Linked DNA regions of Mus musculus: regions 1, 2, 3, 5, 6 and 7 are each linked to region 4. The links are chromatin contacts, called in public HiChIP or PLAC-seq and promoter capture Hi-C maps. All regions are on one chromosome and are shown on one strand. The core of a region is the stretch at or near the end of the contact, and the rest is flanking DNA. Distances in the headings are between cores, read along the strand shown. Region 1 holds the start of Tmem87b (transmembrane protein 87B). Region 2 holds the start of Mertk (MER proto-oncogene tyrosine kinase). Region 3 has its middle 3.4 kb from the start of Gm39928. Region 4 holds the start of Bub1 (BUB1, mitotic checkpoint serine/threonine kinase). Region 5 overlaps Gm39928 (a long non-coding RNA gene). Region 6 has its middle 3.9 kb from the start of Gm36154. Region 7 overlaps Gm36203 (a long non-coding RNA gene).

The links. Promoter capture Hi-C pulls out the DNA fragments that hold promoters and counts their contacts. HiChIP or PLAC-seq counts read pairs in DNA pulled down with a chosen protein or histone mark.
Region 1: an H3K27ac HiChIP or PLAC-seq map of embryonic stem cells shows a contact between it and region 4, with 5 times the contacts expected there. The contact joins the promoter of Tmem87b here to the promoter of Bub1 in region 4. A contact is called at or near these places in 14 of 39 promoter capture datasets (the 3T3-L1 cell line, 3T3-L1-derived adipocytes, the C10 cell line and 9 more), 6 of 484 Hi-C or Micro-C datasets (bone marrow-derived macrophages, cranial neural crest, embryonic stem cells and 1 more), 4 of 115 datasets of contacts at active chromatin or transcription factors (acute myeloid leukemia, astrocytes and embryonic stem cells) and 4 of 9 other capture datasets (adipose tissue, embryonic stem cells, liver and 1 more).
Region 2: a contact with region 4 is called in a promoter capture Hi-C map of hippocampal neurons, with 4 times the contacts expected there. The contact joins the promoter of Mertk here to the promoter of Bub1 in region 4. A contact is called at or near these places in 7 of 39 promoter capture datasets (the 3T3-L1 cell line, cranial neural crest, embryonic stem cells and 4 more), 1 of 484 Hi-C or Micro-C datasets (CD4 T cells), 1 of 115 datasets of contacts at active chromatin or transcription factors (embryonic limb bud) and 3 of 9 other capture datasets (embryonic tail, embryonic trunk and macrophages).
Region 3: an H3K4me3 HiChIP or PLAC-seq map of bone marrow-derived macrophages shows a contact between it and region 4, with 3 times the contacts expected there. The contact joins the enhancer-like site here to the promoter of Bub1 in region 4. A contact is called at or near these places in 15 of 39 promoter capture datasets (the 3T3-L1 cell line, 3T3-L1-derived adipocytes, the C10 cell line and 9 more), 3 of 484 Hi-C or Micro-C datasets (bone marrow-derived macrophages, gonadal supporting cells and large pre-B cells) and 11 of 115 datasets of contacts at active chromatin or transcription factors (the 230-238 cell line, T-cell acute lymphoblastic leukemia, acute myeloid leukemia and 4 more).
Region 5: a contact with region 4 is called in an H3K4me3 HiChIP or PLAC-seq map of bone marrow-derived macrophages, with 5 times the contacts expected there. The contact joins the enhancer-like site here to the promoter of Bub1 in region 4. A contact is called at or near these places in 11 of 39 promoter capture datasets (the 3T3-L1 cell line, 3T3-L1-derived adipocytes, the HPC-7 cell line and 6 more), 1 of 484 Hi-C or Micro-C datasets (bone marrow-derived macrophages), 3 of 115 datasets of contacts at active chromatin or transcription factors (bone marrow-derived macrophages, embryonic stem cells and stem cell-derived neural progenitor cells) and 4 of 9 other capture datasets (adipose tissue, embryonic stem cells, liver and 1 more).
Region 6: a contact with region 4 is called in an H3K27ac HiChIP or PLAC-seq map of acute myeloid leukemia, with 8 times the contacts expected there. The contact joins the enhancer-like site here to the promoter of Bub1 in region 4. A contact is called at or near these places in 2 of 39 promoter capture datasets (both in embryonic stem cells), 2 of 15 datasets of contacts at CTCF or cohesin (the NIH/3T3 cell line and large pre-B cells), 1 of 484 Hi-C or Micro-C datasets (bone marrow-derived macrophages), 8 of 115 datasets of contacts at active chromatin or transcription factors (the 230-238 cell line, acute myeloid leukemia, bone marrow-derived macrophages and 4 more) and 2 of 9 other capture datasets (embryonic stem cells and liver).
Region 7: a contact with region 4 is called in an H3K4me3 HiChIP or PLAC-seq map of bone marrow-derived macrophages, with 22 times the contacts expected there. The contact joins the enhancer-like site here to the promoter of Bub1 in region 4. A contact is called at or near these places in 1 of 39 promoter capture datasets (embryonic stem cells), 4 of 15 datasets of contacts at CTCF or cohesin (the NIH/3T3 cell line, large pre-B cells, pro-B cells and 1 more), 18 of 484 Hi-C or Micro-C datasets (the AtT-20 cell line, B cells, CD8 T cells and 13 more), 18 of 115 datasets of contacts at active chromatin or transcription factors (the 230-238 cell line, the SCID.adh cell line, astrocytes and 8 more) and 3 of 9 other capture datasets (adipose tissue, embryonic stem cells and macrophages).

The regions. Positions count from the first base shown.
Region 1 is chr2:128,816,503-128,819,828 of GRCm38.p6, forward strand. Tmem87b (transmembrane protein 87B) reads left to right here and starts at 1,801. Exons shown (of 19, transcript NM_001355629.1): 1 at 1,801-2,001. The coding sequence starts at 1,837.
Region 2 is chr2:128,697,554-128,700,932 of GRCm38.p6, forward strand. Mertk (MER proto-oncogene tyrosine kinase) reads left to right here and starts at 1,362. Exons shown (of 19, transcript NM_008587.2): 1 at 1,362-1,550. The coding sequence starts at 1,493. Gm39931 (a long non-coding RNA gene) reads right to left here and starts at 949. Exons shown (of 5, transcript XR_001783466.2): 1 at 861-949; 2 at 262-363.
Region 3 is chr2:128,551,323-128,554,928 of GRCm38.p6, forward strand. No RefSeq gene overlaps it. Among named protein-coding and RNA genes, the nearest start is that of Gm39928, 3.4 kb to the left of the region's middle. Within about 2 kb of position 1,964, at least 26 of the 459 cell types and tissues checked have an H3K27ac peak or open chromatin away from gene starts, as enhancers often do. A contact at or near this core is called in bone marrow-derived macrophages, where this site is marked.
Region 4 is chr2:127,830,025-127,833,601 of GRCm38.p6, forward strand. It overlaps Bub1 (BUB1, mitotic checkpoint serine/threonine kinase), which reads right to left and starts at 1,835. Exons shown (of 25, transcript NM_009772.2): 1 at 1,696-1,835. The coding sequence starts at 1,721.
Region 5 is chr2:128,492,240-128,495,465 of GRCm38.p6, forward strand. The region is part of intron 2 of Gm39928 (a long non-coding RNA gene); the gene reads right to left. Among named protein-coding and RNA genes, the nearest start is that of Gm36154, 27 kb to the left of the region's middle. Within about 2 kb of position 1,787, at least 27 of the 459 cell types and tissues checked have an H3K27ac peak or open chromatin away from gene starts, as enhancers often do. A contact at or near this core is called in bone marrow-derived macrophages and hematopoietic stem and progenitor cells, where this site is marked.
Region 6 is chr2:128,468,622-128,472,267 of GRCm38.p6, forward strand. No RefSeq gene overlaps it. Among named protein-coding and RNA genes, the nearest start is that of Gm36154, 3.9 kb to the left of the region's middle. Within about 2 kb of position 1,935, at least 85 of the 459 cell types and tissues checked have an H3K27ac peak or open chromatin away from gene starts, as enhancers often do. A contact at or near this core is called in the NIH/3T3 cell line and acute myeloid leukemia, where this site is marked.
Region 7 is chr2:128,571,721-128,574,842 of GRCm38.p6, forward strand. It overlaps Gm36203 (a long non-coding RNA gene), which reads right to left. Exons shown (of 9, transcript XR_866725.3): 7 at 2,761-2,906; 8 at 1-64. Among named protein-coding and RNA genes, the nearest start is that of Gm36203, 19 kb to the right of the region's middle. Within about 2 kb of position 1,716, at least 34 of the 459 cell types and tissues checked have an H3K27ac peak or open chromatin away from gene starts, as enhancers often do. A contact at or near this core is called in the SCID.adh cell line and bone marrow-derived macrophages, where this site is marked.

The DNA of each region.
Region 1 (3,326 bases), core at 551-3,050, 990 kb after region 4:
CCAGGGTCAGGGTATATTGGGCAAATACTACATCCACCCCCTGCTGATGGCCCTTTGCTGTGTTAGGTTTGATTGATTTTACCCTGGCCCCTGGCTGAGTGTTGTGGATGGAGGAGATAACAAATACAGCCTAACTAACTCAAGGAAGCAATGCTAGTGCCACTCTTCCTTGGAAATGAAATTACCCTAGAATAAGAAGCATCTAATTAACAAAAGTAATTACTCTTTTTTTTTTTTGTGGCGGCTCGTGCCTTTATTTTATTTTATTTTTTTAAAGATTTATTTATTTATTATATGTAAGTACACTGTAGCTATCTTCAGACACTCCAGAAGAGGGCGTCAGATCTCATTATGGATGGTTGTGAGCCACCATGTGGTTGCTGGGATTTGAACTCTGGACCTTCAGAAGAGCAGTCGGGTGCTCTTAACCACTAAGCCATCTCGCCAGCCCATAATTACTCTTTTAAAATGTTAATTACATTTTACTTATGTATTGAGTGGGAAGTATTTGGGGGTTAAAGAACAACATTCCAGAGTCTGTTTCTGGGACCTTGTGGGTAGTCAGCTTTGGCAGCAAGTGCCTTTAACCTCAGGACCATCTCAATATTCCATTTGCTCTTCAATAAGGTAAACTCCCTGTTTAGTCTATTACTCGGAGATCGATACCTCTGTGAGATATTTAATGAGCCGTAAGATACAGTTCTGAATTGATTACTGGTTTAATGGTCTCTATTAAAGGTACTCCTTGTAGTGTGGAATGTTGCTAGCAGAGGAAGCTGGTGACCAGGGCGATATTAGAACTTTCTAGAGATCCATTCCTCTCGATTTTACTGTGAACTTAAATGTGCTTGAAAAATAGTTAACTATTTTAAAATAAGGAAATTAGAGGTATAAACAGTAACTCCTACTGAATCTAATCGGGACTAAAAAAACACCTTCAGGAAAGATTCAAATTCATATAAAACATCAATTTCCTAGTGCCACCTACTGGTGAGACCTGACTATTGCTCTCGAAACAATTTTTTCCCCTTAGTTGACAAGTATTTTGTTTTGCTTTTAGACAAGCTTGTGCAGCTCACGCTGGTCTCACGCTTGCTATGTGGCTATAGGCTGTCTTTGAATTCCCACGATCCTCCTACCTCCACCTCCCAAGTACTAGGATCTTCATTTCTGCAACTTGTCATTAGAGTGCCCCATTATCCTCGGGGCCCTGCTCTGCAAGCTGACCTTTCAACTGCGTTGCAGCCAGGTCTTTCCTTTCTAGTTTCCCTTAAGGCCCTGCCTCTTTTTCCTCCCCCTCCTCTCCCTGTTCTTTTCCCCGCCTCCATCTTTCTACACACAACCTTCCCCTTAAAGCAGCTTCTAGTTCCGCCCAGGTTCGGCCCTTTTAATCTTGTAGTCCCGCCTCCACACTTTGGTTCCGCCTTCCCTTCTCCCGGGAAGGCCCCGCCTCCCTACCACGCCCCGTGCCCATAGTCCCGCCCCAATTAAGGTCTTGGCCCCGCCTCCACTCCCGGCCCCACCTTCTCAGCCCCGCCTCCACCCGGCCCCACCTCCCAGGCCCCGCCCCCTCCGTGGGCGGGTTTCCCTCTGGACTCTCTTCCCTTCCCTCCACACTTCCTCGGTTCCTTCCAGGCCTGGCCCTGAAGCCCTGCTCCAGGTTTGAGCCTATTTCCTCTAACAGCGCCTATCCGCTTCAGCCCAAGACCCCCTCCGCATTCACGCCCGTGCTCTCGTTCCCCTCGTGGGCACGCCCCTTCAGGGGCGGAGCTGAGCCAGGTGCGGCCCCGGGGCGTGGCCGGGTTCCGGGAGCGCAGGTGCGGCGTCCGCGTCAAGATGGCTGCCGCCTGTCGGTCTGAGGCTGGCCTCCTTCCCAGCCTCCTCTGCCGCCGGCCCGCCGGGGCCCAGCTGCTGCGAGTTGCCCTGTGTCTCCTGTGCTGGGTCCCGGCGGCTGTGGACGCAGTCCCCGAGCTCGGGCTTTGGACGAGGACGGTCAATGACGTAAGTGCTCTGTAGGGACTGAGGCGTGGCGCTTCTTAGGCTCCAGGGCCCTGGCTGGATAGCTCCGCCTGCGGACCAGTCTGGCCTTGGGCACATTCACTAGGGCTCTCTGGGACCAGCGGTGGGTCCTCTGACGCGCTTCTTGAGCCTTTTGTCTAGAGTGGGCTCTGGGAAGGGAGCGTCCCCCTCCTCTGCCTAGGCTTCTGGGAAGAGCGGTCCCACTGTGCTTTCCTAAGACGGCTTCCCTTTCCAAATGTTGTTGCTGCTCGCGAGGCTCTCCACCCGCCTCTCACTGTCCTGACACGGTGTCTCTAGATCTTGCTTTTGTTTCTTCAGTTCAGAGCCCCAATCTCTGCATTCCCAGCGGCATCGCTGGGACCGAATACTTCGGCTAGGTTACTACTACTGGGGCCACATCCACAAGGCCACAAGGTTTGTCTAGCCTTTCTGTTAGAGCATAAATTGAGTGTGCTCTACAGTCGTGCATAAAGTCACCTCGCCTCTCTTATTTTTCTTGAGTTTCTGTATATTCCTTAGTGTTCATGACTTCTGCGCGTGTCTGTGGAACAGGGTGTTTGCTTAAGAGTGTTTAAAGGGCGAGTCTGATGGATGAAAACTTCCGTAACTGGGCAGGCCGTTAGAGAACTTGACGTCCTGTATGGTTAAGAGATGATGTGGGAAGAAGGCAGAGACCAAATTGTGCAAAGTCTTGCAAAAGAGACAGGATATCGGGAAGCGGCCTTGTCTTGAGTCCAGAGTCAGATGACTCGCCCAGATCTGCTTGGGATGTGTGGAAACAGCGTCTAAGTTCTAAAGGTGACATTTATATTTATATTCCTTCAACCAAAAGTAGTATCAGAAGGTGCACATACTTCCAAACACAAAACTGCAGAGGCTCAAGTGTAGGCTTCATTCTGTGGCCCGGCTCAGTGTATTCATTGCGTTTGAGATTCTTCTGAGTAGGTGCCCAGTATTTTTTTTTTTTTTTTTTTTTTTTTTTAGCTGTCATATGCTTTGTTCAGGCTGAGTTTATTTCCTGTGTAGCTCAGGCTGGTAGTGTCAGCAGCCTTTTTTTGCAAAAAGCAGGATGATTATTTTTTTCTTATATCAAGTTGTCAGAAATGTATCTTTTAGAACAGAGAGAATGAAACATGTCTTTGTATACTTACCACGATAGGGCCTGCCCATCTCTATGGCTGTATTTCTCATCAATAAAAAGCAATGTTTGTTGAAGCACACTTTATGGTTTCCTGCTGCTTTTTTAGTGAATGCAGTTAAGCCGGTTTCCAAACTCAAAATAAGAGCATTGTGAATCAGCTCCATGA
Region 2 (3,379 bases), core at 112-2,611, 870 kb after region 4:
GAATATTTGCACAACCAGGAATTCAAGTCCAGCCTAGGTAGCATAGCAAGACCCTGTCTGTCCTACGTAGATTTCTATTGTTGTGATGACCAAAAGCTACTTGGGAATTTATTTCAGCTTACAGTTGAAATGCATCATGAAGGAAAGTCAGAACAGGAATTCGAGGCAGGAACCTGGAGGCCAGAACTTAAGCACAAACCATAGAGGAACTGCTTACTGGCTTGCTCAGCTTGCTTTCTTATGCATCCCTGAATGACCTACCCGGGAATGGCACCATCCACAGTAAACTGGGCTCTTTCACATCAAGCACCAATCAAGGGTCTGTTTAATCCAGCGCTTCTGGTTTGATGTCCTCCTGCAGGGCTAGAGATGCAAGGAGCTTATTGTATCACAGTGCGTATGGGTCTGTCCTCAGTTTCAGTAATAAATACTTTAAATTTATCAGGGTGGTTTACTCTGGGCTCTAATGTGATCTTATCTCCAAAGAAAAACAAATCATTCTATTTCCTTTAAGAAAGCCTCATACGCCTTCCGTTTCTTTGAGATTCACAATCTGATGCCGTGGTTTGGGCCTCCCACCCTTTCCTGTAACAGCACTTTCTTCCATCCCTGTTTCAAACTCTTTCCTTACAGGATTCGGCTTAGTTCTCCCCGAGCTAACCTCTGGGGTGGAGGTTGCAAGATCTTGACGCCAGGGTCCGCTCTTGCACTCCGTTTCAGTAGCCAGGGGGAGGACCTGGCAAGCAGGGTGTGCTGCCACGGCGGCCACAGCCTCTGGAATGCAGCTGCTAGGACCTCTTATGCCAGTAGAGCCTGAACTGCAGAATCGCTGCCCCTCCAAAGCAGCTGGACCCACTAACCTTTAAAGGTCTTGGAGTTGCATCCGTCGCTCTCCACTAAATTCGGCCTCTACCCTTTCCAATCCCTTCTACCTACCCATACAGAGTGAGATTCCTCTGATGTAACCAAGTAGCCAGAGATCATCCTCCCGATTATTTTCTTTCTTAGCCCCCTCCCCTTCCTCTCCGTCTCTCGGTCCTTTTAGCTCAAGATGGTGGCCCTCCTTAGCTCTGTTCCATCTCCTCCAGCACCTCCCTTCCAGATTTCCTACACACTCAAGCCAGGGGTTAACCTGCTGGAGTTGACCCAAGTTCCATTCTGCCCCGCCCCTCCACCCTCCCTAGGGCTTGTCCTTGGATCCTCCCCTTCCCGCCCCCTCCTCCAGTTCCATCCTTCTTTGCTCTCTTTGCCCTTCCCCCTTCCCGCCCCTGTCCACTCCAACCTGCTGGCCCCTCCCGGGCCTGAGCCCTGGGCCCGCCTCTTCTAACTTAGGACTCCTGCGATCCCCAACTCCGCACTGCCACTCTGGCGCCTGCTGCCCGGGCGGCCGGGACTGAGGCGCTTCGCACGCGCCCTCGGCGACTGGCGAGTTTGGGACGTTGGTGGATACGTGCATCTGTCCGGAGAGAACTGCCAGATCCGCGGCCCCGCGATGGTTCTGGCCCCACTGCTACTGGGGCTGCTGCTGCTACCCGCGCTCTGGAGTGGAGGTGAGTGCAGGTTGCAGGGTCTCCGGGAGCTGCTACTCATTCCAGCGAGCCGTAGAGGGTTATGGGGGCTCCCTAGCCGGGTCTTGGGGTGCACGTCTTAGTAGAACCGATGGGAACCGAGAGCTTCCCATTACCACAGAGAAAGACCTCAAGCCCGGTTGGGCGCTCTGGGAGCAGCGAAGTTTGAGCCTTTAAGAAATGCAACTCAGGTCTGGCGTGGCATGCACCAAGAACTTTACCCTCAACACTGTCTAGCCTTGCCGAGCTTTGGCGGGGTTTCTGCGAATCATAGACCGAGGATTCCAAGGTAATTCCACGCCGTGAACCAATAAGTAGCTGCAAAAGTTGGATGTCACCGTTAGCGCGTGGCGTTGCTTGGAGGCTAGGTGTCCCGCCAGGGAAAGACTAGTTCTGGCTTCTCCCCTGGGCTCTGCTGAACATTGTGTTAGCCCTCCTTTGTAGGGACAGCCTGTCTGTGAGTGTAAGAAGCCTGCAAAAAGCCGAGGGGGACGATACGGTCCTTTCACTATTATTACTGTGGAGCGGAATCTTTTTTGTTTGGGTAGCACAAACAAGTGCTCAGACCACAAGTGCTCTCACAAGCGGTTCAATTTGACATGCTGGATTGATTAGCGCAAACAAGTATGGCAGGTTCCTCCAACAGATGACACTGAGGCACTTTGTAAAGAAGCTGCTGGGGGGAAAACAAAACAAGGTTTTTCCAAAAAGAAATAGACGCAGGAGGGGTTGGAAGACTACTATAAGCAAGCACATTTCAGGTATTGTTCCTTCAGGTATTGCTCCTGCCCTAAAAGATCTGTTTCTATTCGGAGTGTAATTTTGTCTCTTTGATCTTGAATCTGGTAGACTAAAGTTTGTCTTTTAAGGAAAGTTTGGTTTATGGTTTAGCTACAAACCTCATTTTTCCTCTCAAAGTTCATTTGCTCAAATGAGCTTTTTTTTCTTTTCTTTCCTTTTCTTTTCTTTTTCTTTTTTAAACAATTCTTTCCTTGCACATTAAATTACATAAGCAATTTGTAGTTTGAGGCAACGTGACAATTTGCAACAAACATCAACAGCCAAAAAACGAGCTAAGAACTGAGACCACTCTATTCTCCATTACTAAACCCTCAAAAGTTCCTCAGCCTTTCTGCCAGGACTGTTCTTAATAATCCGCTGAAAGTCGGGTATACTTTTGCTACTAGCCCTAGCAGGCCACGCGTCATTTTGGAGGCTGTGACTGTCATAAGCATGGGAAGAGTGATAGGAACCAAAGCTTTTGTTTGATATTTTTAAATCTATGCTTTATTTTCTTTTTGTTTTTGTTTGTTTGTTTGTTTGTTTGTTTTCGAGACAGGGCTTCTCCGTGTAGCCCTGGCTGTCCTGGAACTCACTCTGTAGACCAGCCTGGCCTTGAACTCAGAAATCCGCCTGCTTCTGCCTCCCAAGTGCTGGGATTAAAGGTGAGCGAGTGCCACCACTGCCCTGCTATGCTTTATTTTCTAAGTTTTGAAAACGTGTGATGAAGTTCTGTAGCTGACAGACATAGACAACCGTAGAAAGGCTTAAAATGCACGCTGAGAAAGAATGAAAGTTTCTCAATTTTTTTCTACCTGAATTGGAGCTGCTGAGAACGTGTTTCAGGAGTCCCAGTCTTTCCTCTCTGCTTGGCCCCTGATTTGGACCACGGTGTGGGGGGAGGAGGGAAAGGGGGCGACCGAGCTGTATAAGGGGCACACAGTGTCCCTAGGGAGGGTCAGATAGGGAAAGAGGATGAAGGAGAAGTTTGAAAGTGCATAAAAATGAAGCCAGTCTGGTGACTTCATCTG
Region 3 (3,606 bases), core at 714-3,213, 720 kb after region 4:
AACCGTGAAAGAAGTTGGCCCAGGGCTAGGAAGATAAGAAGTGGGAAAAGAGCCTGTGTGGTGTGATGCTGTCGGTTCCCATGGTGGAGATGGCTGGTTTATCATCCATCCCAGACAGGCAGACACCACCAGGTGTCGGTTCCTATGATGAAGACAGCTAGTTCACCATCCCAGACAGGCAGACAACACCAGGTGTCGGTTTCTATGATGAAGACGGTTAGTTCACCATCCCAGACAGGCAAGAGTCACCAGGTGTCAGTTCCCTTGATGGAGATAGCTGGTCACCATCACAGACAGGCAGAAGTTACCGGATATGTAATGACTCTGTCAATGGAGCTGAATTTCAGCTCACACTTTCTTCCTTGTATTTTCTGTGTTGGATGCATTTTTTTTTGTTTACTTTTGCCCTTATGAAAACCTTTTTTTAAAAAGTCCAAGTGTAAAACCTCTCCTCAAGGGTTCCCCATCCAGCTACAATGTGTCCAGAGCTAAAGCAAAGGAAAAGGGAGAAGGCCTCCTCTGCCCTGGGAGACCAGCGCTGTGGTTGGGAGAGATGGACAGCCTGTGTCAGGGGCCTGGCTTGCAGGGCAGAGGCTAGAGATGGATGCTACCAGTGGATCTCAAGGTTTCTGAACGTTTCTAGAAGGTAAGCTAAGCAAGAAGTTGGTTTGGGTATGTCATTTTTGTTGAACTAAAAATGGACGGCATGGCACGTCACTCTCTACTTCTTTTCTCACGAGTTAGAAAATTGCATGGTGTATGCTTGCAATGTTTTCTGGGAAGGTCTGGATGTGGTAACAGGAGTAAGGCCAGGCTCGGGCTCAGCCTCAGCCGTGGGAAGAGGCAAGGTGCACACATGACTCCCGCAACCAAAACACAGCACAAGAGGTTCTGGGAACTGAAACCACAGGTGAGTCAGCACATGGGAGAGGGAACAGGACAGGGCACGTGAGTAAATCCTCACCCCAGCCCAGCACTTAAGGAGAATGTTCAAAGCAGGAGGCGGGGGAGGGTCCCATCCCAGGTAGGAGGTGCTGGGCCAGGTCACAAGAACCCTTAGGCGAGTCCTAACCACCACTCATCCACTGGCAGGGCTGCATTGCCCAGCTCAGGCAAGCTTTAACTCAGAAGGAGCCCATTACGGCTTGAACTCAAAATGTCCCACACAGGTTCAAGTGTTTGAACACTTGATCCCCAGCTGGTAGCATTGTTCCGGAGGAAGGTTGTAGAGCCTAGGAGGTAGAGCCTTCCTGGAGGAAGTGATTCACTGGTGGGGGGACCCACTCACTTCCTGACTACTCTCTGCTACAGGGCTGCCAAGACAGTGTGGTGTGTCTCCTCAGATTCCTGTTGATGGACTGTGTCCCTTATTAAACCATGAACCACAATAAATGCTTCACTCCCAAAACTGCCTTGTCAGGTATTTTGCCAGAGCAGTAAGAAAGGTAACTACACTGGGCACAAGCTGGCTTCATTTAGGACTCTGAAATATCTGACCCCCATATAGAACCAGCCAGTGGAGGCCCCACCCCAGAAGTTCTTGCTCAACAGACAGACACATCTATCATCGATGTGTTTGTGAAGTCCAGCAACTGATCCAAATCAGTTCCCTCATAGTAAACACTGCACTTAAAGGATTTAAAGGAAATCTCTGTGTAACCAACAAGGAGAAGGGGCCCACTAAGCCTGCTTCCCTCTGAGAAGGAGAAGTAGGTCAAGGCTACGCCCTATCCAGGGATGTGAATGACTCCTGAGCCCGTCTGGTGCTGAGCTAATTCTGTAAGAATGAATTCATCTCATACCCAGCAACCTGGTAACTTGCTTCCTATTGTTATCCCTCCTGAGGAACCCTAGCTTCAGAGAGCTTTAGAACTTCAATCATGGTCAGAGCTAGAATCTGAGTGTTGGCAGCTTTTTCGGAACTTTTCACAACCCCATTGTCCTGAAATGTCTCAGGAGACTGCCACACCCTAACATCCGGGGAATTCCACAAGGGTCAGATCCCTGGGCTTAGCACAGAGTGATCCAAGCTAGGGTGGCATCTCAACAAGAGGTTTATTCATTCTAAAATGCGGGAGATGTGGCTGGGCCATGCATACTAGGAGCATTTGTAGGCTCTCTCTGCCAACATGCCAACCAAGCCTCATGCAGGTTTGGTGAAAGGCAAGAATCAACAATTTTCCAGCCATGCGACAGCTGCTTGGGGGAAGGTAGGCCATGGGATGGCAAGGGTAGGACACACTATTTCCCACTGTCTGGCCTCAACTTGCCCATAGTACAGAAGGCTAGATGCTACTTAGGTTTGGAAGATGGGGCCAAAGCAACAAGTATATGTTAAAAACCAGGGTGTCCTGGCCCCCCATCTCTGTTTTTAACCTGTATAGCCCGTGACTAGGCAGTCTCACGAAGACCTGCTAGCAGCTGTCTCCTGTGGCCCCAGCCATCTTTCTTTTTCTTTTTTCTTTTTTTTTTTTTTATTACGTATTTTCTTCAATTACATTTCCAATGCTATCCCAAAAGTCCCCCCCCCCCACTCCCCTACCCACCCATTCCCATTTTTTGGCCCTGGCATTCCCCTGTACTGGGGTATATAACGATTGCCTGACCAATGGGCCTCTCTTTCCAGTGATGGCCGACTAGGTCATCTTTTGATACATATGCAGCTAGAGTCAAGAGCTCTGGGGTACTGGTTAGTTCATAATGTTGTTCCACCTATAGGGTTGCAGTTCCCTTTAGCTCCTTGGGTACTTTCTCTAACTCCTCCATTGGGGGCCCTGTGATCCATCCAATAGTTGACTGTGAGCATCCACTTCTGTGTTTGCTAGGCCCCGGCCTAGTCTCACAAGGGACAGCTATATCACCGTCCTTGCAACAAAGGCTTGCTAGTGTATGCAATGGTGTCATCGCTTGGAGGCTAATTATGGGATGGATCCCTGGATATGGCAGTCTCTAGATGGACCATCCTTTTGTCTCAGCTCCAAACTTTGTCTCTGTAACTCCTTCCATGGGTGACCCAGCCATCTTTCAAGGCTGGCGTTGTTCCCACTTACACCCTGAGAGTTGGCAACCCTGGTGACTCCTGCTAAAGAGTCATAGCTGCAAGTCTCTAAGGAAGAAGTGTAGATGGCAGGAGACAGGCCCTTCTCCAAGATACAGGCTCTTCTTGGCCCAGGTTCACAGGCCCTTTTCAGGTTCTGTAGCCCATGCATTTTCATTGGTGGGTGTGACACTCTTGCTGGGTTCTCAGAGCAGCCATCTCTGGTTTGGTACATGAGTGTTAGGGGAAAGAGAAAGGCCATTAAGTTATGGCTCCCTTCTGGCTCTCCAGGAGAGGGAAATGAGACGCTGCAGTCACAGTGCACAGAGAGCATGAACCTGTTGCCAGCTGTGAGCTTGCTCTCAGCAGTTTTTGGTACAAGGGCCATCTTGGATGTCAGAGTCAGGCTCTCAATGGCACCCTCCTCCATAGAGCATACACTAGCCTGCTGCTAACTATATTTTATATTCATACTTCTGATTTCTTTTCTAAATTCTTTAAGTATTCAAGCGAAAGTAAGTCTTTCCAGGGGCCACATGAAAGTCTGCATAGATGTGCAAAGGCATGTG
Region 4 (3,577 bases), core at 585-3,084:
TGTGATAGCCCCAGTAATTCAATTCGGAGTTTCCAGAGACTGTTGGCTTGAGTCCAAATCTAACATTGTCCCAAAGGAAGAGCCCATGATGACAATGCTCCCAGAGGACTTTGCTTCCCTTACTTCCATAGTACCTAACCACAGCTTAAGAAGTCAGGCAAACAAATCAGGGCCCAATGACCTCAGATGCTAGTGGGATAAACAAACACAAACATAAAAATAGTACCATGTTTCGTTAACTATTAAATAGAAAAGGGGGGCAAACTAAAGGAGTAAGAGTGGGCATATGTTATACTTAAGGACTTGTTAGCTAGCTACCACAGGCATGTTAGGGAAATCATACAGGCTGACAGAACTTGAGCAGAAAGAGTCAAATAAAGTGTGAAGAGAAGAGGTGGCAAGCTCTATCTGCATTTTAAATGTCTTCTTTGTTCCTTCACAAAAAGGAGCAGGGCTGGAACCATAAACAGTAATGAGTTCAGAAGTTACAGCAAGTAAGGGTGAGAATAGTATGTGTACAACTTTGGAGAGAGGATACATGGCAATTAACTGTATTCTCAGTATGCATCAAGTTGAGAAACAACCATAGGTTTTTAAACTGAGAAATGATAAGATTAGGAGAAAAAGAATTTAAAAGTAGTATTTTGGTAGATGACCAGAAAACTATATCTCAAAATATATTTCACTGGCAAACTGAAATGATCATTCAGAGAAACTGCAATGGTTTTCTCATAATTTAGTAGAGATTTTAGCAATTTATTTTTAAGTCAACGATTCTCACTTTTTCACTTTGGATTCATTTTGGATTCTTTTTAGCATGTTTGAAATGTCAGCACTACTTCTGTGTTTAGAAGTTCTTATTTAGCAAAATAAGAAATACAAATATTTGTCCAAGATAAACAAACATTGAATAGCCCCACACCAACCACACCTCCTGGGAAAATGGCTTAAACATCAAATCATTAAAATAAATTAGTCTTTAAAAATCAAAATACCTAGCTTCTATTTTAGAACGGGGAGGGGAAATCCTTAGTCGATCTGATCAAAAATTAAATTGCTTAACGCCAACAGATTTTGGATATCTTACTCTTAGAATACCTAAAGAACTGATGAAAATAAAATTGTATTTCTTGTAACATCCGATTTAACAGTTTTAAATGGCTTAACATCACAGGCTGAGTAAGTCACCTAAGCGCCCGCCCCCAGACCCCAAAACAAAAACAAATAACCAATCAGTGCCTGCAGGAAGCCTCAAATGACTTAATAGCAAGCATTCCCCCCCCCCCATAAAGTTCAGCTTTAATTTTTTTCTTACGTATCAGGCAATCGAGAAATAATAAATTCTTTCCTTAGTTGGGTGGCATTTTTATCAGACTTTGAAATTTTCTCCAAAAATCTCCACCACCACACAAGTTTGGGTTTTGAAGGCGGGGCGTCCCTCGCGTCTAGAGGAAGTTCCCCATGGAGAAGATACGTGACTTCAGAAGGTTCCGCAGACTGCCCAAATCCTCGGCACAAAACGGTAGCCGGCTGCAGCTTGCACGTCTACTCGAGTGACCCGGGGGCTACCGCCTTGGCTGAGGCCTGGTGCAGCGAACCCGCTGAGGAAGCGGCGCTGAGGAGAAAGCGCGCCTGAGGGACCCGGACTCTAACCGTCCCGACCGGCCCACCTCACCGCACCTGACCGACACTTACCGAAAGACATTTTCTAGGTTGTCCATGACGAGAAAAAACGCGCAGCGGCGAAATACCCCACCAGCCGCCGACCAAACTCCCCATCAGCCCCTAACCCCGAGTCTCGAAGGCCGCCGGCGATTCGAATTCCCCGCGCAGCCGCACTTGTGATGTCGAACGTGGGCAGCGCGCCTGACTATTGGTCTCCGCTGCGGGAGAGCTGGCCAATCGCTGCGGCCGTTGCTGGGAGACAAAGTCCCGCCTCCGTCCCCGCCCCCTCCGTCCCTAGCCCGCAGTTCTTTTCATTTGCCTTTTAGTGAGTCCTATGCTAGGTGCTGACTGAGCTAAGGTTTGTTTCCATTCTAGTGAGACACTAGCCATGTTTTGGCATAGAGTTATTATTATTACTTTTTAAAAAACGGTATAAATGGCAACTGGCTTACAGTATTACACTACCAGGCCGAACGTGACGATTCTGTGACTGAAACCCCTTTGAGTCCTCTTGGGTCTTGAGAGTCACTCACGAATTTTTGTCCTCTTTGCTTAACAGAAATGGCATAGCTGGTGAGCTGGCTCGGTGAATAAAAGCATCCACAAGGTGGAAGGAAAGAAAACCAACTTCCTCAAGTTGTCCTCTGATCTCCACATGCATGCCGTGGCACATACTCATATAACAAATGAGGAAACCACAATCATTATGTCTGGTTCACGAATGAAGACAAATAGCCATGTATATGTGTGTGTGTGTGTGTGTGTGTGTGTGTGTGTGTGTGTCCATCCAGAGTTTTATGGGATCCCATGCCTTTGGCCTCTGCCACACTTGGTTCACATAAAGGCACACCCACACGTATTTGTAAAATATTCATAGTAATTTTAAAGAGTCCGGAAGTCCAAGAATAAATATTTAACATGTTCATGTGCCCTGAGAGTGAGTTGAGAAATAATCTAGTCTTCCCTGCTTCTTGAGTTTTAATAACTTCCCACTTTGCCTCTCTAGGGTCACTTGACCAAAGCAAGTAGAACATAAAAGACTCATGCGATTACTACCTTCCTGTTTCTAAAGGTCCTGGGAGTTTTTCAGCTCCTTCAAGTTGATAAAAAAGATATTGCAGCTTCTGGACAGATAGACATTTTCTAACCTAGAGAAAAGAATTATGAGTGATTTCCCATTTGATTTCCTAGAATCATCTAACTAGAGGAACATTCCTGACATGTCTTTATAGCTGCACACGAAAATATTGTCTGTGGCCATGATATTGGCAGAATTGGTAAACACCACTAGAGGGAGTTCCAGGTTCTTGCATTCCTCGTAGATAGTAGCAAGCAAAGTAGATTAAGAATACACTTCCAATGTTTGGCTGCTAACATCTGCCTCTATTTGTAAGGCTCTGGCAAGGCCTCTCAGGAGACAGACATATCAGGCTCCTTTCAGCATGCACTTCTTGGCATCCACAATAGTATCTGGGTTTGATAATTGTATATGGGATAAATTCCCAGGTGGGACAGTCTCTGGGTGGCCTTTCCTTTAGGCTCTGCTCTACACTTTATCTCCATATTTGCTCCTATGAGTATTTTGTTCTCCAAGAAGGACCGAAGCACCCACTCTTTGGTCTTCCTTCTTGAGCTTCATGTGGTCTGTGAATTGAATCCTGGTTATTTTAGGGCTTGTATCCACTTATCAGTGAGTGCATACCATGTGTTTTCTTTTGCGGTTGGGTTACCTCACTCAGCATGATATTTTCTAGTTCTATCCATTTGCCTTAGAACTTCATAAATTCATCGGTTTTTGTTGTTGTTGTTGTTTGTTTGTTTGTTGTTTTTTTCGAGACAAGGTTTCTCTGTTAGTCTTGGCTGTCCTGGAACTCACTCTGTAGACCAGGCTGACCTCGAACTCAGAGATCTG
Region 5 (3,226 bases), core at 537-3,036, 660 kb after region 4:
AATGTGTCTCCTCCAGAAGGCAGCATGTCTCTGAAAGTAGGCCCTGGGAGAAGCAACTTAGTTGAATCACAAGCAAGACAAGGGCTTCAAAATAGCAATTACATATGTGTTCAAGACTTGAAAGAGAGCATGCCTTAATGAAGACCATGAAAACACAAACAGCTAGACGAAATAATGAGAGCACTTCAAGGCACAAAGGTGGGATTTTACAAAGAAATAGAATCACTAAACAACAACAACAAGAACAAAAACAAAACAAAACAAAAACAACCTGAACTGAAATACAGCTGGAAATGAAAAACACTGAGGATGTCCAACAAAAACCTCAGAGATAAACATCAACAACTGATTAAAAGACAAGGAAGAAGGAATTTCAGGTCTTGAAGACAAGACAGAAAGAATGGAGAGTTTGGTCAAAGGAAGCGTTAAATCTAAAAAGAAAACAACATCGGGAATATCTGAGACTCTGTGATAAGAACAAAGCTGTGGACTGCAGGTACAGAGGGAGAAACCCGGGCCAAAGGCACAGAAAACGCATTTAACTGTTCACTCATACTGTGGCCCATGCTATAGCCAAATGGCTTAAACAACATCTATTTATTTTCCCACAGTTCTAAGAGACAGATATCAAAGCCCCGGGTGTCAACAAGGTTCATTCCTCCCGGAGACTGTAAGAACAAGCTGACCATGCTCCCTCCTGGCTTCTGTGTCTTGCCTGCTGGCACTTCTTGGTATTCCTAGTCCCATTAATAAGTCACCCTCATCTCAGGCTTTGTCCCCACAAAATGGTCCAAATTCTCCTTTTTATGAGGGTGCTTATCATATTCACCCCCCTCCTTATTACGTGATTATCTCTGTGAAGACTCTGCCTCCCAATTGCAAGACATCATGAGATAACAAGGTTGAGTTAACACATATTCTAGAGGCACACAATCCAGCCCCTACCATGCTACATATTGGCCCTGGGTCTAGAGAACTCAATAAAGCTTGGCTCTAAGTACTAAGCAGCTTACTGCTCCGGGAACTGGGGAGTAGCTGTGTTTGCCTCTGTGACTGTACTTGTCAACACGTAAGACACACAAGTCTCTGGAGTGAGAAGTTGTGCTAACCATGGATTCCCAACAGCACAGAGGCCAGGCCACTCAGGAAGCCACTTTTCCCTTCTACAGGGAGATAGACCTGGGTAGGGGCCAGGGCATAGGTGAGAGAGCTATCCACCCGACCCCACGAAGAAGAAAGGCAACCAGGGGAATGGCAGGACACTGTGTGGGGCCAGTGCCTGGAGAAAGGGTGGTAATTTAATGGGGATTTTAGAGGGGACACTTATGACCATGATGAGATTAAGACAATCTAGGCAGAAAGTGAACCAAGACAACAAGAAATGACAGTTACCAGATGTTAGGTTGCCCAATTGGGGATAGCCTATCCTGAGACCTACTGTGTTTCAGGGCATTGTCCCAGGACCCCGGGAGCTGCAGCACTCTGCCTGGTGTTTCCTACGGTAGAGGCAGGCCAGGACACTGATTAGAATACATACACTTCATACATGTTTCTGCTGTTAATCACTGCTGACTCTAAACTAGATGCTGTTACTGAGAAGCCTTCTTGGGATCCCAGTTGAGGTTTAATAAACACATCGAGACATCTGTACAGTTTTAGGCTGGGGCGGTCTCTCAGATAGCCTCTAACTTAACCCGACTTCTCTGACATTGTGGCTCTCCATGTGGTTCTCACAGTCTACTTCCCAGCACCTTCCGGACTCATCTCCCTCTGCATCTGCCTGCATGGGCCAACTGGCCCAGACATTCTGCACTACTTCCTCTACTTCTTGCCCCAGCTCCAACTGCCAGTTCTTTATTATGCAAAAAGCCACCTTCCTTACTCAACCAGTTGGCTTTAGGGGCTTTGGGAAACCAGGGCAGCTTGCCTTTCTTTTAAAGGCAGCTGAGGAAGTGACATTTACACATCCCACTAGCCTGGTGCTGCCAGGTCCAATTAACAACTAAAAACACAAGGACACGGTTTTTCATAGCAAGAAAATACAATATCTGTGGGTTGTCCCTACACCCTGTGATCTACGGTTCATTATGATGTATATACCTAAGATCTCAGGGCCTAGTCTCATAATCTGAAGCCTCATCTGTGAATCTGGGCAGGCAGTGATAACCTGAAAGACTTTTCGGTAGCCAGCTTTCTGACACTGCAACAAAATACCTGACATAATCAACTTGTAAAGACAAAAGGTTTTTACAAATAGCTCAGTCTTGGAGGTTCAACTCTATGGTGAGTAGGTACAATCACTATATTATAAACCTCTCATTTTTCTTGTAAAGTCTCTCTCTCTCTCTCAATTTCCCTCTCCCTCTTGCTTCCCCTCCCCTCCCTTGCCCTCCTCTCCCTTCTTTCTTTCCTACCTGTCTCCCAGGTTGCTCTATAGCCCAAACTGGTGTTAAACACACTGTCCACCCTCAGACTCAAGCTTGTAATCCCCAGCCTCCTGAGTTATGGGACTATAGTTATATGCCACTGCTCCTAAACTCTCACCATCCTGTTTGGCCTTTTCTTCTTCCTGCTTGGCCTTTTCTTCTTTCCCCAAATTCAAAGTTTCTTTATATCCTGCATACATCTGCCTGTATACCCAAGAACTGAAATTATAGACTGGGGCAGCAGAAGAGATTGTATTGAGAATGTTCTTTGGAAAACCATTTTTCTTTGCCCCAACACACACATCCACCCACGCAGAATGTTTGGGAAGCATAAATCAGTGATTAAAAGGTCATAACTTACAACTGAAAACTTACCTCTGAAAGAATGATGAGCAATGTGGAGGGATGATGGGAAGACCACAGGAGGATGGGAAGCCATCAGAACCACTATAGGGAGCAACTGAGCAACAGGTATTACACTTAAAGCTGAATAGCTGAGGTTGTGGAGATGGCTTTGTTGGTAATTTCATACCTAGGCAAGCAAAGGGACTTGTGTTTGAGTCTCAGAACCCGTGGGTGTGGGAGAGGCGCCAAGCACACACTTGTAATCTCAGTGCTGGGGAGTCAGAGACAGAACTCCTGAAGCTTGCTATCCAGGTAGTCTAGACAAATTGGTTAGCTCCAGGCTCAGCACGAGACCATCTCATGTATAAAGTGAAGAATGATTGAGGAAGACATCCAACATCAACTTCCAGTCTCCAGGTGCATGTACACACACACACACACACACACACACACAC
Region 6 (3,646 bases), core at 685-3,184, 640 kb after region 4:
GAGCAGAAGTGGGGGGAAAGAGGAGGGAGGCAGACGTGCAGGGCAGAGGGCAAGGCTGAGGCTGAGGCTGAGGGGGTCTCTGAAGAAAGCACAGACAGCTCCAGCTAGCAGGTGTCCAGGAAATAGCTGACAGGGAGAGACCAGGAGGGCAAGGTCACGCCACAGTTGAGGGGATTTATGTGACTCTGGTGAGCCTTTGGCTAGGTCTGAGCCTGAGTGATGGATTCTATCATGGCAATCCAAACCTGGAGATGGGGCAGGAAAGACAAAGCCCCAGGCAAGTGTTCCCTTTCATGCAGGTCACTGGAGTGAGTTTTAACCCCATGACATCATCTCAATGGTCATCACCATGGTGTCAGCATCATCTGAGTGGGAGGAGAGTGTGATGTACAAATGTACACTGGCCCCTGACTGCCTTTTCCCTCCCGTCCTCCACCTCCCTCCAAACCTGGCAGACTCCTGACTTCCATATGATCATGTTTACACCTCTGAAAAGATCTTTCAGCAACAATGAATGAGTGAAAAGAAACATTGTAAACTGGGGCCTACTGTGAATGCCGTGAAATGTCCTCCTCTGACTCCTGTACTTAAATGCCTGCTTCCTAGTGGGTGATGCCGCCTTGTGGGTGGTTTATGGAACTCTTAGGGGATGTGACAGAGTTGAAGAAATTGGGGTATATTTAGGTTAAGCATATACATGTGTACGTGTGTGTTGGGCTTTATGCTAAGATCTTAGTGTGTTTTAGCTCACTGAAACCTGCTCAGTAGACAGCTTCAGAGAAAGCTCATCCCTCATACTTTGGAGAAGATAAGTCTCAATATTTTTCTCATTTTTCAGGTGAGGAAATTGAAGCACAGAATTATGAAGCCAGGCGAAAGATATATGTGTGCATTTATAATACATGTTTAATATATATTTACAACACATATGTGTTTATAATAATATACATATGTATATATATATATACATATATTGTATTAAGGGAGGTACTAAGTCAGCTTGTGTGAAGATAGCAATAACAGCAGAATCATCCCTGAGGGGCTAGGACAGCAGTCATTCGGTTTTGAGGCTGATTGTCCATTAGTCCCACAGTAGCTGTCTCCCACTGGAGAAGCCAGCACCCAGGAATTGCTCCATCCACAAGGTTGTGTGTCTCAGCAGTGCCAACCTGGCCCTGAAAACCTGGCAGATTCCTGGACCACAGTCATCAGTGGAAGTCTAGGAGCACTGGTTCTACTGTGAGGAAAGGAATCAGCAGCCTCAGGGTAAATCATCGCTGAAGCAAGAGGGGAGGCCAAGTGAATAAGGGCAGTAAGTGGGAGAGGGTCTTCCCCAAGCCACTCACACAATCAGGGCACATCTTCAGTTCAGACAGTTCCGGGGATTCTAATTTATGGAGAGTTGACACTAAAACCAACTGTAATGGGGGGGGGGGGGCGGGGGGCAGGGTATCCTCCTCCATCATACAAAATCCCTTGCTACTGCTGTGTCATAGAGGCATCAGGACTCCATGGGACCTGCATATGGAAGGGCTTGGGAGACCTCAGAGTGGTACACGCCACAGTTGCTGTCCCTGCCACAATTTTCTCTCGCGAACTGTGCCCTCAAACTGTAAGCCAAAACAAAGCCTCTTTCCTTCAGTTACTACTGATAGGTGTTCTGTTAATAATGAGAAACTGGTATGTCTGTATCCCTAGAGGATTACATGTAACTTTTGACAATGGCTGTGGCTTAAACTGACTTTACAAACAGTCTGGAAGCCGTAGACCAGATTGGTGAGATGCTAGTGACAGTTTCAGGCCCTCTGTACCTGCATGTCTGCTGAAGAGGGAGAGGATGTGGCTTTCACCCAGGAGATGCCACACCCAGTACTGAAGTCACATGGTACTGAGTGGCTCAGAGTTCCAGGGCTCCCAACAGGAAGTCGGCCTGAGAGAGTCTGGGAAAACATGTGTGCTGTGATCCCATGTGTACTCCAAGGGAAGGGCGCTGGCTGAGCAGAAGCCCATGGGAATTTCAGAGACGTTCCAACAGCAGGCCACAGAAGAATCAGAGTGTGGGAATGTGCTGAAAGGGGCACAGCCAAGGGCGTGGCAGGGGTGGGGAGGGGAGGGGAGGAGGAATAGAACCTACTGAAAAGGCTCAGAAAGACAAAGCCGCAGGAACTAAAAAGACTCCCCACAACCCTCCAAAGCCGACCTTAGATCCCCAGACTTCAACAAAGGCCTTACTTGTAATTCATAAAAGACAAAAATACCAGTTTGGGCAGGAAGGTGTGGAAAGAGAGAGATGAAGAAAGGTGGCCAGCCTTGCACTCTCACTTCCCATCCTCATGAATTTGAACCTTCTTTAACACACACACACACACACACACACACACACACACACACACCTTTGTGGATCAGGAGCTCTGAGTACTTGAGCATGTGGCCCAGGGTCCCCCAAACTTCTTGTCTTTTGGGTGGATATTTTTTCTTTCTCCTGGCAAGCCCAGCCCATAAGCTCTGAGATCTCGGGCAATAACAGTGAGAAGAAGACTGACTGCAGACTTACAGGGGCTGGAAAGAAGCAGGGTGGACAGGCCAGTGGCTCACCTGCTCACGGGCTCCTGGGAGACCCTGACATGGTAGGAGGGAAGCTGTCCCTTCTGAGAATCTGCAAGTCTCAGACTTTCACAAGCAGCAGAGATGTCAGTAGAGCTGGGACAAGCCAATGCATAGCCCTGAGATGCAGGTGGGTTGCCAAGCAAAACACAGGCTGCTGAGTTACATTTGAATTTCAGAAAGTCCATGGTGCTGAATGAGGACAAAAACTGCATAGTTAATAACCAAAAACATTAATGTGAGGCTAGTTAGCACTGTAATCCGCGAAAGCAGACTTAAGAAATCTTTCCACACATTTGTCCGCACTGTTCCCTGACCCTTAGAGAGGGAGGGTTGCTGTACAAGTCCCATTTGTGGCTAAGTACTCACAGTAGCCTGGTCTCAGCATTTGGAATAGCTGGGAGTCTCTACATTAACCACCATCTAGAAGAACAATACTAATAGATTCTCCCCTTGGGCTAGTGACATCTCTAGCCTTGGGTTTTGACAGTGTTTAAGCTACCAGGTATAACTTTTGTGAAGCAGGCCTCAAAGCCAATGAAGAGAACATCTGTTACCTTCATAAACAGTCTTGCCGCTATTGTACCGGTAAACATGTATCGCCTGATAGGTCAATATTATAACAATCAGGGTCCAGTAAATAAGAACATTGATTGCCCTACTCCCCAACAGCCTACACAACACTTTCCAGAACTACAACACTGACCAGGAGGAAACAGTTCCTGGTCAATTTAATATCAATTTGTTTGTGTCCTATAATCAGTGAAAGGGTCTTGTTATTTAGTTATAGTGGGGAACCAAGAGCCAAGACAACTGCCTATATTCTTTGGAAGCCTGTATTCGAGCCTCCCTGATCAATCATCCATGGGGAGGTGGTAACTTGTGCCTAGGGTCCAGATTTCCATGTAAGAACCTGTGTCTTTTTGGAACAGAATTGCTCACTTATGTTTGGTACCTCTGCTCAAACTCCTTTTTAAAGAAATGTATTTTTAACTAGTTTACAAACTAGTGGTGTCTCCTAACAGTTTTTCATACACCCTTA
Region 7 (3,122 bases), core at 466-2,965, 740 kb after region 4:
CGGCAAGGTACCACCATCCTGACCCACGAAGCTCTGATGAGTGGTGGCTCGTTGAAGCCCAGGCCTGCGGATGCAGGGGTGAAGAGCCCTCAGGTCTGAAGGTCTGAGAATAAGTAGCCTCGAAGTGCAGACTCAGGAGAAGATACATCTCAGTTCAGGAAGAGATTGTGCACCATTCTTCCATCTGGTTTATTTGGGCCCTGGGCAGACAGGGTGATTCCTATCCCTGTTGTTGAAGGTGAATCCTCTTTGCTCAGTTACAGACTCAAATGCTAATCTCATCCAGAAACTAACTACATCCAGATACAATGTCTGCCAACTATTTGGTCCCGCCTTAGCCCAGTCAAGGTGGTATATAACATTAATCGTCTCAGGGGCTGGAGAGGCCCAGAGATGAGAGAACTTGCTCTTCTTGCAGAGGAGTTCAATTCCACAGACCCACAGCCACCTGTAGCTCCAGCTCCAGGGATCCAACAACCTTTTGTGACCTCCATGGGAATATACATATATACATACACACATATACACAAACACACACACATTCGCATGCATATATGTACACATAGACACATAAATAAAACAATAAAAAATTATTTTTAAAAATAAACATATAGAGAAAACAAGAATGTATAATACATCATATGTAATACATAATACATAAAAAGTCCCATCATAAAATGACCAGTACTCTATGATTCCATTTATATGGGGCACTTGGAATAGTCATGTTCCTAGAGATAGAGATCTGGATGGTAGTTGTTGGTGGCTGTTGAAGGCACCTCTGGTGTTTACCAAATAGTGTAATGGATGTAAGCTACAGTTCTGTATTATGTGAGAGTACTTAGCACTACTCAACTAAATACCTTTGAGTGGTGAAGGTATCTGGGATTGGTGGAATGCTTGCAATCCCAGGGCTTTAGAGATTACAAACTGGAGTTCAGCCTGGGCTACACTGCAGGGCCCTGTATACAGATAAATAACCCTGAGATGATGAGTGTCATACTCTTGTGTATTTTCCCACCGTTAACAATTGTTGTGCAAAGTTTCTGCACGCACTGAATCCTTTGTTGCCCAGTGTTCGGCAGATTCCACTTTTTGTTTGGCTGAGATGTGTCTTCAGCTACAGATCTATTTGGTGCCAATTTTAGTAATGGTAGAATGAAGTTCAAATAAACTTTCCTCTCGAGAAAGGCCTAACTCCGGCAAGTTGCCAGGACAAGAGAAGAAGCAAGCACATGCAACAGTGCGGAAGGCACCGAATCCTGCAGGCACACTCTGTAGGTGATCTTGACACCAGGATTGGAGCCGTGAGGGGAGTGGAGGAGACAGGCAGCCGTCAACCACACTATAATCCACAACATGTATTATCACTGTCTTCTGGATTATAGATGTTTCTTTCAATGAGTCAGGAAGGTTGACTGGCTGATGGATTTAAAAAAACAAACAAAAACAAAACCCTCATAGGGCTTTCCTTATATAGATTGTCCTCAGGAGACCTCTGACTGAATGTTCCCTCCTCCCTAGCTAGCAGCTGCTTCTTAGCATGTGTGTTTACAGAAATACCAGTAGTTATTGCATGTTCCTTGCCATGTGATTAAGCATTGCCATAAAGCCCTGGCTAGATTAGGGAAAGATCTTCCCTTTCTGAGACTGGAACCAAACTAGTGTCCATGACGGACAGCTTCTGCCACCTACTGGCCAATGGTAGTATCACTTGCCAAATGCCTCTACTTGCCAAGGAGAGAGAGCTAGAAAATTCAATATAGGAGGACACACTATATGGGCTTGCTCACACACGCACGCGCGCACACACACGCACACACACACTGAATCATATATTTTAGCGTTATATCACAGAGTATATACTCAGATGTTGGGTTAAGTGGAGTCTACCCCACTATTGCTGACAACTTTCATTTAGCATCTCCCTCAACTCTTAGAAACAGTGCATGAGGTAAGCTCCATTGTTCTCATTTTAGAGGTTGGAAAACTGGAGAACGGAAGTGTCCTTCTGATATGACAAGGGATCAGAAGCACCATGAATAATATATTGGAAAGAAGGCCTACAGTGAAATTACTATCTTCTCTCTCCATTTTAAATTTAATTTTGTTACTTTATGAGTTCTGCTTGATTTTCATATGTTTATCACATGCATACAGTGTCCAAGGAGTCCAAAAGGCAGTGTCAGATCCCCTGGAACTGGAGTACAGGCTGTTGTGAGCTGCCATACAGGTGCTGGGAACTTAGGAAGAGCAACCAGTGCTCTTAATGCTGAGCCATCTCTCCTGTCCCTGCTTCTCCATTTTTTTTTCAAATCAAACACACCATTGTAAAGATGTCTAGTGTGCTCTAAAGAATCCAGAAGAGCCAGCTTAAGAGTCAGAGAGATGACTCAGCAGTTAAGACCACCAGTCGCTCTTCCAGAGGATCTGGGTTCAGTTTCCGACACCCACATACAACCAATCTTCCAACCACGGTCTGGAGTTCCAGATAGTCTGATACCCTCACATAGACATGCATGCAGGCAAAATACCAAGGCAAAATACCAATGCACGCAAAATAAAATAAATAATTTTCTTTTTAAAAAAAAAAGTCCTACAGAAAATAGCAGCTAATGCTTCTGTCCAGGTTCACTCTGGCAAGGTCACCGCTTTCCAGACCTCCCACAGTGAGTGTAGCAGGTGGCTGTGTCCTCATTACTTACCTTCAGTTCATATCAACAAACACATGGCTATTTCTCCAAACAAAACAAAACAAACCTTACATCCTGAAAATTTGCCACCACTGAAGATCTTTATGCTCTGGAGTCCCTCATAGTCATTCAAGCAACAGTGCAAATATGCAAATGTGTAAAATTTCCAAGCGTGACCAGGTGAGACAGGAGTACATCCGTGGACATATATGGCTTGATTAAAAAAAAAATCAGTTTTAGACCCACAGTTGAAATTTAGAGGAAAGGGCTGGGGAGATGGCTCAGCAGGTAAGAGCACTGACTGCTCTTCTGAAGGTTCTGAGTTCTATAAATAAATCTTTGGGCCGGAGCAAGCAGGGACTGAGTGAGTGGGGTTGACTAGAGCAAGCAGAGGTCCTATACTCAATTCCCAGCAACCACATGATGGCT